Linked DNA regions of Pan troglodytes: region 1 is linked to region 2. Evidence: chromatin contacts called from public HiChIP or PLAC-seq data. All regions are on one chromosome and are shown on one strand. The core of a region is the stretch at or near the end of the contact, and the rest is flanking DNA. Distances in the headings are between cores, read along the strand shown.

Region 1 (6,127 bases), core at 2,136-4,635, 830 kb after region 2:
TGTTTGTCTCAATGGTTTTGCACTAATTACAATGAACTTTCTTTCCTAATATCTCCTTGGCTCCACCCCAGTCAGAAAGCTTTACTTCCCAAAGGGGATAACCAGGGGTGGAGTGTATTTATCACCGCTGTTGCGGATAGTGCCATAATTACAATAATAAAATCATCCTGCTTGCCAGAATTCTCTGCATCTGTTCTGCTATTGAACAAGAACAGGAGAAATTGCAGCAACATAAAGGTCACTAGGAAGACTGGGGTTAGATACATGGGCTGACTTCTGACACCATCAAGTACAAGACATGGCAGGTCACACAGCTAGGACTTGTCAAACTAAAAATAAATATTAAAAAAGAAAAGCACCACCCTGCAATTAGAACCTTTAAGAGAAAATTACCAAGATGGCTGTATTATCTATTTAGGCAAGACACAGAGACTTTGCAAAGGCAGCCAGCAAGTATATAGGGCATGGAAAGGGGAGGAGAGAAATGAGCAACCAATGAAAAGTTTATGACTTGGGATTTGGAATACACAAATGTTGAAGAGGTTCCCCCCACCCCGCCCCCACTTTTCTTTTTCTTCTTCCTGGTATTTAACCCTCTCAGGTATCAAGTGGATGCTGCTGCCCCTTTTCTTTCTTTTTTTTTTTTTCTTTTTTTAAGAACTCTGAAATCATTCTACACTGTCTGTTCCCTTCCTCTGCAATAAATCATTTCACTCCTATTGCTACTGTATGCCAGCTGGTTTTGAGGACACTGTTCTCAGAGAAGCCAGTAAAAAAAAAAAAAAAAAAAATACGGCTGTCGTCTACTCTGAGTTTTAGGAATGCATTGAACTAACTGCAGGAAGCCTACGAAAAGGCAGGAGCAGGATAACAGACCCGTAAGAAAAATGATCTGCTACACTGGAGATGTGAAGAAGGCAGGTTTGAGTGTATTCTGAAAAATAACGTGAACAAAACCTTTTAAAACACAGTCAGAAACAGAGTTGTCCTTTCTACACTCCAGATTAAGTGAAAAGGGAACGTGGTTATAGGATTTTGCCTTTGGGTAATGAAACACCTAGTGATAGCAAACGATACATCAAGGACTGAGGGCCAGGTAGGTTTCTCGAGGGGTGTCCAAACCGGGTTTTGTCTCGGCGATGCTGACATTTTTAGGGTAGTTAGAGACAATAGAGAAGGCTTGGGGAACCAGCTGATAGGTCAGCACGGAAAGGGGGCGCCTTCCGGAGAGGCTAGTTTTGAGACACTTTTTTTAAACCCTTCGTGCACCAGTTCGGCGCGCTCCACGCCAATCGGAGCAAAGAAAACAAACCTACCAAGATTCCTCAGTTTAACTCTGCCCCTGGGAGCACCTCTAGTTTGACAGAGTGGGGCTGACTCCTAGCTGGTGGCCGACTAAAGAACTTCAGGGAAGAGAAAAAGAGAATAACGCCTTTTAAAGCACCGAATTGTTAGGGGGAAGGGAAAGATGGAGAAAATAAAGTAGAAAGCAAACATTTTAAAGCCTGATGGCCTCAGGCATACAACTGAAAAGGAGGTGGATGGGGTGAAGGACAGGAGAACGGGAAAAGAGCGAACGGGAACCGCGAGAGGGAAGGGCGATCCCGGGAGCTGCTGCGGTTTTGAGAGCTCCGGGCAGAGCTAAACCTCAGGGGATGGAAGTCAAAATGAGTACTTACTTTCGGAGGGGAAGAAGGGCGGCATGTCTATTTTGTAAACCTCCTTGGCGTAGTACTCTTCGTCGCTCCTCTCGCGCTCGCAGGCGGCCGCCCTCCGGCTCGCCTTCTCCTGGAGCAAGTCCCTGGTGCTGTTGTAGATGGAAATCACCTCCGGGGGGACTTCCTCGGGCTCAGGATAGTCTTCTGGGGGACTGGTGAGCTTCAGCTTGCTCAGGATCTGCCCGCGGATCGCCTCGATCCTCTTGCGCATGAACTGGTCCATATCGAGTGTGCTGCAGGTAGACAGGCTGAGCGCGACCGTGACCAGATGCAGGATCAGAAAAGCGCTCAGCACACAGTAGTGCATTTTTTTAAAAAGTGGAAAAAAAAGTTGTTTTTAAAAGTCAGAATAAAAAAAAAAGAAATCAACAATTCTCAAAGTATAGATCAAGGAGAGTTGTTTGGTTTTTTTTTGTTGTTGTTTGTTTTTGATGCGAAACTTTTGCAAACAATCTAGTCAATGCCCAACAGAAAAACGTATCCTGCTTGATTCCTTTAAAAAGAAAAGGCCAGTAGTTCCAAAAGTGGAAATATTAATACGGGACGGGCAGAGGGAACCCTGACTTTGGAGAGTAAGAAAAAAAAAATTCTTGGAGCAATGAGATGGGGAAAAAAAGAGACGAGTGGCTATTAAGTAGAAATAAATTTAAGAGGAGGAAATGGAGTTCAGTGTGTCAGTCTCGGGTGCGGAGTGGCGGATCTGAACTCGGCTCCTCCGGCCAAAAGGGAAGAGATGAAAAGGTCCCGGGGCTGGCAGCTGGCGAACTGACGGGAGGGGCGCCGAGAGCGCGGTGAGGGGGGCCGCCGAGGCTGACCTGGGCTGAAATTTATATATTTAAAGAAGGAGCGGTTCGGTCCTGCCTTCCACTGCGGCGCTGAGAGCAGGAGCAGCAGCAGCTCCGGAGCAGAGAAGCGCACACGTGTGTGCGTGCGTGTGTGTGTGTGTGTGTGCGCGCGCTGGGGGCGAGCCCAGCGCGCCGCGGGGAGGAGGGTGCGCTTCGCAGGGCGCTCGGGACTCGGTCGGGTGCCGCAGGGGCCGCAGAGGCTGCTGAGGCGGCGCGGATCCTGCTCTGGGAGCTGCGCGCCGTGGCCTACACCCTGGCGGGCGCGCGCTGACCCGCTTGGTTACTCCACGTTGCTGCCGCCGCCGCTTGCAAACGCTTCCAGCCTCCAGCTCCCTCCTTCTCCTGCTCCTCCTTCTCTTGCTCCAAACGCCAACCCAGCCACAGACGATCAGCCGTCGCGGTTGCGTTCACCCCCTGCGGATCACAGCGGCAGCCCTTGCGACACCCTGGCTGGGGAGTTTTATTCCTGAGGGGGTTGCGCAGGGGCTCCCTTGGACTCCCACCCTTTCCCAACCTCTGCTGGCTTCTCCCCAACGTGGAATTGCTCGCTTAGGGTAGGTAGGCACTTGCCACCCTAAAATAGATCCTCTCTGTCTCCTCCTGTCTGCAGCCGGGCAGCCCCTCAGTTTGTTCCTGGATGACTCCCTAGACCGTTAGGCTAATATTCTCCATCCCTCCCTCCCCTGCCTCTTTCACTTGCGCTCTCGCTCTGCTGTCTCTTTCTCTCTTTCTCTTTCTATCTCTATCTCAATCTGTCTCTCTCTTGTCAGGAGCTTCTGGAGCTCCGCTCGGAGCGAACCTTCTGCTGCCAGCAGATAACATCACGATCTTGCCGGGGAGGAGAGATTTATAAGTTCTCTCTGAACCACGTGTCTGCCTTCAACAAAGTGACGTGCTAGGATTACAGTCAGAAGTCCTCTCGTTACTTAGACCACGAGCTCTCCCCGAACCGTTGAGGGGGTGTGGAAATGAGGACAGCTGTGGGGAAGGGAGGAAGGAGGTGGAATGTGCGCCCTGACAACAGTGATTTACGGTATTTACTTTCTAGTCATTTTGGACAGGTCTGTCGAAGGACAATCAAGTCTCCCGTTTTTACTTAGTGTAGCTCAGTCACAGCCTCCCAAACTGAATCACTTGCTCTAGAAGGGAAGGCTTTCCTCCTGTATTTATGTGTGCACACACACCCGTATGGGAGGGAGCACTAGTCTACTCAGGGCCAGGCCAGTCCTGAAGACATACCTTCCAATCTTTTAAATTCATGTCCTACCTCTTATTTTCTGGGATACCTTAACAGGTTGCCATCCCAGAATTTATTTTGTTAGTTTGTTGTTTACAATATACCCCTCGGTTTGTGAACTGCTGGAAAACAGAGATCCATCAATTTTACCTAAAGAATAAGGTATACTTGTTTGTTTTACTGATTTGAATGAATGGTCACCTTTATAATTTGCTGCCTAAGCCACTTCTTGTATGGCTTTCTTCTTCACCTTCTTGCTAGGCTAAACATTATCAACCAACTTCATTCTTTCCGTAGCATTAATCCAGGAAGCTGGAATTTTAAGTGTTTGATGTCTACTGTTTTACACTACTCATAACTTGACATTTTCAATTTCAACTAAGTCTAAATTAGATGAATAAAAGAATAACTCTTACCACTGTTCCACCTTCCCTTTTTCTTTTATTTTACCTTTAGTTACTCAAAGTCAACATTTTCATTTCGGCATGACTCTGCAGCCATACTGACCAGACAGATGATTTAAACTGGAAACTCTGTTGAATGTACTCCCAAACCCAAGATCTCTATACTGTTCTCTACTTCAGATGTTCCTTAGTTCAGAAAAGTCACAAAGAACTTTCTATCACTTTTGGAATTTATACTTTAGTTGTGTATGGGGCCTAGGTTATTAGTAGAGCACTGAATAAATAAAATAATAATAGCTAACATATACTACACTTAGTAATTTGATGTGTGTTGTGTATGGTCATTTAATCTTCACTATGAACCTATAAAGTGGGTCTTATTATCCATATTTGGCAGATGAGGAGACGGAGGTACAAAGAAGTGAAGTACTTTGTTCGAGACCACAGTAAGTGGTAGAGCTGGATTTTTGCAGTCAGGATCCACTATGTTCTTACCTACTATGTACTTCTGAGAAACAATGGTTCCAGAATATGTTCTGACAAACAGGAATTCTGGAGTCAAACAAGTTTGGGAAATACTGGGTACTCTCCTGTCCTCTTAGATTCCTCATTCTGGAACATTATCATGTTAAAGGCTCTGAAACTCCTGTAGAAGAGAAAACCTTTTCACTCTTTTAACCCAGCATTTTCCAAACTCCCTTGAATACAGAATTTTTTCCATTATCACACATTGAAAAACTCTGGAATAAAATAATTGTTCCAACCCACTTCTGAATAATTCTAAAAATTATGTATAAATCAGCACCAGCAGGTTCCTTTCCTTGATACCAGTTTTGAGTTGAAGCAAAGCTACCATCCCAGTAGCCCAAGAAAAAGATAATCAAGAGGCGCTACTGTCAGACTAGTAGTTTCATCCAGTTAGGTCCTCCCTCTGAGTTCAGTTTGAGAACTGCAGTAGGCTAGCTCTACAGATTGGACAAAAAGTGAATATTCTTACACCTGTGGCCATTATAGACACAGAGCAGGAGCTCCAAACCAGAGCTACTGAGAGAAGATGCTGCTGTGGAATATGGCTGGTTACCTGAATTAGCTATCACCATATTTTGCTGAGGATACAGGTTCAGCTTCCACAAGCCAGTGAGCATCTTTCATGTTTATAGACAACCTTCTTGGTACAGACACTGATGCACCTTAAGTAGATTCAGACTAGAGTGTGGATAGAGTAGCAAAAGTTCGTTTACATCACTTCTAGGAAAACAGCGCAAGCCATAAATTCTGATGGCCACCCCTCTTCCTGACATAGACATATACACTTTTGTTCATAATACTTAGTTTACTGAGTACCTATTGCTCACTTAACATCTCCTTAGACCTGAGACCACTGACTTATTCATAAGAGGCTACTTTAATTTCCCCAAAGCCCAGGAGGGTAAGACGGGAGGTATTGGTAAAAGCTTCTGGAATGGGTAAGTGCAGTAAGTGAGTATAGCAGGAGAGGAGGAGCCCCTTTCCACCTCTCAAATGATCAGTTCTTTGAAGACCTAACAGGCAAGATTGCTAGAGCTGTCTCCCTGGTAACCGTAAATGAATCCTTTCTTCTATTAAATGACTCTTATAATGCCTTTTCATCTCTATATTTAATGGCGGTCTTATGTGCCGGGGTCTCTACAGTCTTCATGGTAAAAGGGTATTTAAATGATATACACCCATCTTGATTACTTCAAGGAGGCAGGAGAGCACAGTGGTTTAAAGGGCAGGCTCCAGTCATGGTTTCTTGGGTTCAGATTTCTGTCACTTTCTGGCTTTGTGATCCTGAACAAGTTACTCACTGACTCTGTGAGTTTCTTATCCTATCATGTCTTTATTTCTGTCAAGGAATTTATAATAAAAATATCTGGCCTTCTCTCTCTCTCTCTCTCTCTC
Region 2 (5,442 bases), core at 1,604-4,103:
CAAATGGGTATCTCTAGGAGACTTCTGTGATTAGCCTAGGGAGAAAAATGTAGAGTGAAAAGACCTTGGACCAAATTTAGAGAAACCCCATCATTAATGGCCAGGTAGAGGAGGATGAGTCTGCAAAAGAAACCAGAAGGAGCAAATCAAGACAGAAAAAGAACCAGGAGAGTTTTTTGAGAAGAAAGCTGAATGCAGATGACAGTTCACGTAAGAGGACGACTGAAAATGTCCATTACATTGAGCGACATAGAGCCTGAGCTTACTGGTGACTTTGCCAAGAAGCTACTCAGTCAACTTGCTGAGCCTTACTACACAAGAAGAAAGCCATAAACAAGACACATGGTTTGGGCTTTGAGGACCTACTAGCTTAGTGTGGAATACAGACATTACATTACATAATTACAAGTATGATGACTACCACTGAAAGAAGAACCAGTGTCCTATGGGAGCAAATAAGAGTGAATTAATCTGATCTGAGAGACTGAACAAAACTCATTAACCTATCATTTATTTTTATCATCTTAAAAGAAGGTCCGTCTTTAGTACTTTATTAATAGAAAAGGCTCAAATTAAGTTGGCTACATATAATTTACACTCCCATATGTTCTTCTATGGCTGCTATCTCCTAGAAGAAAATCTCAAGCTTTTAAGGTTTTTTATTTGAAAACACAAAATCTGTCTTTAATAACATTTTTTCAGCCTCGAAGAGTAAGAATGCAGCTGCAAAACAACATCTATCCATTCACAATGTCCACTTTTTAAAAAGCTAGTACCTTATTCCATAGTAAAACTGTTAAAACTGGTTAACAGTATGGCAAAACTGAGTGTGATAAAACAGAATTGGTTTGCCCATATTCTAGTTAAGCAGAAACCAAACATCTCCTATAACATAACCACATACATTAAAGTCGAATGTAAAATCACTAGCTGCTAAAGACCTACTGGATGATAAAGACCTACTCCCAATGATAAAGATGATAAAGACCTACTCCCAATAAGGTTTTATTTACTTCAGTGGAGATTTAAATATATAGGAATCACATTATACTCGCATACTTGGCAGAATTCTTTGAATAAATTCTTGGTTCAAAGTACAAAGGAAAAAATACATACATACATGACTCTGAATTTTAGAGACATACCCTTACAGGTTATAAAAATGTAATCTGAAATTCAAAAAAAGGATAGTTATTTTAAGCAAAGAGGTCCAGGGGAAAAAAGAACATAGTCTAGGAGTTCTTCCTAAAGATAATGAGAATTGATTATGAGAAAGGGTACAGTGTTGGGGAATTTCTGGGTACTTATAAATGAACACTCTTGGAGCCCTAAATAGTACTACCAGTCTCCTAGTTATTAAGTACCGCTGTCATCTTACACACGTCACCTTCTAAATATATGCCAAGTCTTTCCCTTTAAACACTATTGGACCTCTTCTTCCCTATCTCCAAAACAATATATCCTAGTTCGAACTTTTTCACCTTACCCCACCAAAGCCCTGAGTTTGAGGTCGAAGAGCTTTGGGTTCTAATCCCAAATCCGCCACTACTCACAGTAACAGCTAAGAGACCTTGGCCAAGCTGCTGAACCTGTCTGGCCTCATTTTCAAAATAAAGAGAATACCTCCCACAATTGCCCTTTTCCAGGTCTCTGCCCAGTACCTTTCCAATTCCCTTCCAATCACCGTCCCATTTAAGCCTACCCGTCTCGGCTCAAAGACCACTTTCTTCGAAAAGTCTGACAAGCTTTTCATCTTCCAAATGCCTTAATAATGCCTAACCACATTTTTTTCTCTTACAATTCACTTGGCAGGAAACCATGCACTGTCTTGTGATCTTCCATGCACTGCTGACTCAAACTAATTGGATTGTTTTTGTTTTTAACTTTAGGTAGGCCCCCTGAGGACACCGGCTGCATCTCATTTCTTTAAAAAACATTTCCTGAGAGCTTACCCTGGGCCAAGCACTGGGGGTGCAAAGGTTGACACAAGGGCCCTTACTCTCATAATCCAGTGGGAAGCTCACAATCCAGTGGGGAAGACAGACAAAAGTGATTACAGATGAGTGTTAAGTAACGATACAGCATTAAGCACACGTTACTAAGGGCAGGCAGTGGAAGATGCCTGTCCCTGGGGGTCCTGCCCCTGTAGTCTATCTTGGAAGTTTAATGACACAGGCGGGAAAGGGAAAGGAAGGAAAGAGAAGCAGCAAAAAGGAAAGTGAGAGAAAGCACTCCAGCCATGGCACAGTGGCTTACAGAAAAGAGATAATCTGTAAACAGTATCTAAGTTAACTGTGAATCTCAATTGTCTACATTAGTATGGGAGCCTGGAAAAAGCAATGGGCAATTACGACTGAAAAATCACTAGTAGCTGATAATGAAAAACACTAAACAATTTCCCCCTAGCAGAAGACTTACCTTACTAACTTGCTCTGTTTAAACTTGGGGCGAGGAATGGGGAGGTGTGTTGTGGGGATGGAGGGCTGGCTGAGCGGCGGGACACAAGGCCCCAAAGCGAGGGTGGTGGACCAGTGACCGCCCGATAGAAAGAGGAAGACTAACTGGGGAGGCTGGGGGCAGGTGGCGCTGCCCGTGCATCTACAGCCGGGGCTGGCGACGGGGGAGCCACCCACTGGGCCCTATTTGGGCCCGGCGACACCTCCACTTGGGCAATACTGGGGTAACCGAGGGGAGGATGTTTCCCGAGCTGTAGAAAACCAGGACGTAAAATTGAAATCCACCTGAGCCATGCAGGAAGATCAGAGAGGCGCTATGCCTCCCTGCCGGCGACACGATACAGCGCTGCAGAACCGACCCCGACGCAGCCGCCATCGCTGATACCACTGCCAGTCATGCGGTTCCGCCCCTGCGTTGCCGCGCGGGGCCGCGCACGCAAATACGCAGGCACGCGCGGGAGCGCGCCTGGGAGCGCGCATGCGCAGCGCTGCTGGCCCGCTCTCTGAGGAGCTTTCAATACTTTGGGGTCAAGTTTGAGGCAGTTGTAACTGTACTGAGTTTAGTTTTGCTAATAATGGTATTCTACGTGTGTCAGCCTCGTGTGGACTTCTGTAATGACTAATGGATATGTTTATATCCTGAGCATTTGCTGTAGGAATTTTAAATGCATTCCCAAAACTCAAGATTACCTTATTTGGAGAAATATTAGTGTTACTATGTTTAAAATTTAATAGATAGAACCATATTTTACCTTTCACTTTGGGACTCGCACAGGATGTTTGCAGCTCTTGATATACAGGGTAAGCAAAGCATATAATAATAAGTTCTCTTCGTGTCTCTTATTTTTAATAAATAGTTCACAAAGCAAATCTAATTTAATGAGATTCTGCTTTATATAACCATTAGAATGGCTCTTATCAAAAAAACAGAAAATAAGTATTGGTGAAGATGTGTAGAAATTAGAAACCTTGTGCATAGCTGATGGGAATGTAAAATGATGTTGCGGCAATAGAAATAATTTGGTGGCTCCTCAACAAGTTAAACATTGAGTTAGCATAGGATCTAGCAGTTCCACTCCTAGGTATATACCCAAAAGAGATGAAAGCAGGGACTCAAACAAATACTTGTACTTCAGTGTTCTATAGCAGCATTATTCACAAGTACCAAAAGGTGGAAACAACTCAAATGTTCACCTACAGATGGAGAGATGAACAAAATGTGCTATGTACATATTGGAATGGAATATTATTCAGCCTGTAAAAAGAATGTGATTCGGATACATGCTACAACATGGATGAACCTTGAAAACATTATGCCGAGTGAAGTAAGCCAGACACAAAAGGACAAATAATTGTATGATTCCACTTACATGAGATATCTAGAATTGGCAAATGCATAGGGACAGAAAGTGAAATTAGAGGTTACCAGGGCCTAAGGGAAGAGGGAGTTGGGAGGTTGTTGTTTAATGAGTACAAGAGTTTCTGCTTAGATAGTGAAACATTTTTAAAAATGGACAGTGATGATGGTTGTACAACAGTGTTAATAACTGCCAGTGAACTGTACACTTAGTAAATTTTATGTGTATTTTACCATAATTTTAAAAATACTAAGAAATGGAATTATTTCCTCTATAAAGGCCAAAACATAGGTATCTTTTAATACTGAAGGCAGTGGCCCCAGCAGGTTGCTCTTGCCTCATGTAAAATTCAACAAAATAACCCAGTAAAAGCTTAAGTACCATTAAACACTGGCCTTCCATTCATTGTAGTCTGCATTACATTTTAGCAATTACAACTTACCTTTTATTTGTTCCAGGTAATCACCCTACTTCCAGGTAAGTAAACTGTTTACTATCAACATTAGTTGCTAAAATCAGCTCTAAGCTATCATGGTGTTATATTAATAACAATACCATCAACCAGAATGGTCCTACATGCCATTAGTTAACCAAATCAAAAAGAAATTCTGAGTCATTTCTCCAAAGCCCATAGATCTGCAGCAGAGAGTTGTATAAGTGAAGTCCCTGAGGAGGACAAACTAGGGTAGGCTGAGCTCTGATAGCCAATTCTTAAAAGAAAAACCTCTGTCTTTTGACCTGCCTTCCCCATATGAGTTCTAGATAACCTTCCCTAGCCAGGTGAGAAGAGGGCAGTGCTACTAGGAAAGACCACTTGGAGATATACAGGGAAGGCTTTAAGTTCTACTCTTAGAACTCCATTTACTACCTGAAAATCTTACTGTACACCACCCCATGCTTTTGAGACAGCAAAAAATCAGAATATAATTATTTAAGAGTAATGATTATTAATAATAATAAGCAACTAATATTCATGGGATTCAGTAGGTGCCAAAAACTGTCATAAATTAATTCCAATAAAACTCAGTACTATTACTATCTGCTTTTGTCAATGAGGCTCAAAGAGGTAAGGAACCTGGCTCAAAGTCATAGTGCCAGTCAGTTGTAGAACCTGGATTCACATGCTGGGCTTGACTCTAGAGCATAGGTTCTTAACTATTACCCACATTTACACATGAGTGCACAGAAGTAAAGCAAGGGCATGTCCCAACTCTTATTTCAAAAACAAAAGTCTGGAATTTGTATTGTGGCCCTTTAGAGTCTCTATTTATTAGGTGTTCCTGTGCTTCTTTAGTTTTTCCCAAGTCTACTGCTATTAGTTCCTGATTCGTTCTTCCGACTATTCTACCAGTTTAAACAGGTAGATAAGCAGGTGGTAAATACCAGAAGCAACCTTCTGTATTCTGAATTTCACTGAGAACTCCAGCCTTCCCAGATTCATTATTAGAATGAGCCAGATTCTTCCACACTTAACCAAAGTGCTATTTTATTTCCAGTGATTTAAATGCTTAGCTATTGTTGCTATTCCTTTCATCTTTATTTGTTTATAGGACAAGCAAAGGTTTTAGATTACCTATATTTAGAGATCCCATCTGGTAGGCAAACTGTTGAACAAAAATGTTTTGTTC

Evidence for each region. HiChIP or PLAC-seq counts read pairs in DNA pulled down with a chosen protein or histone mark.
Region 1: an H3K4me3 HiChIP or PLAC-seq map of stem cell-derived excitatory neurons shows a contact between it and region 2, with 12 times the contacts expected there. The contact joins the promoter of TGFB2 here to the promoter of LYPLAL1 in region 2. A contact is called at or near these places in 1 of 7 Hi-C or Micro-C datasets (stem cell-derived neural progenitor cells) and 1 of 1 datasets of contacts at active chromatin or transcription factors (stem cell-derived excitatory neurons).

Annotation. Positions count from the first base shown.
Region 1 is chr1:30,768,365-30,774,491 of NHGRI_mPanTro3-v2.0_pri, forward strand. It overlaps TGFB2 (transforming growth factor beta 2), which reads right to left and starts at 3,386. Exons shown (of 7, transcript XM_514203.9): 1 at 1,680-3,386. The coding sequence starts at 2,025.
Region 2 is chr1:29,936,724-29,942,165 of NHGRI_mPanTro3-v2.0_pri, forward strand. It overlaps LYPLAL1 (lysophospholipase like 1), which reads right to left and starts at 2,854. Exons shown (of 8, transcript NM_001246375.1): 1 at 2,742-2,854. The coding sequence starts at 2,832. LOC107970220 (a long non-coding RNA gene) reads left to right here and starts at 2,925. Exons shown (of 7, transcript XR_008537318.2): 1 at 2,925-3,257.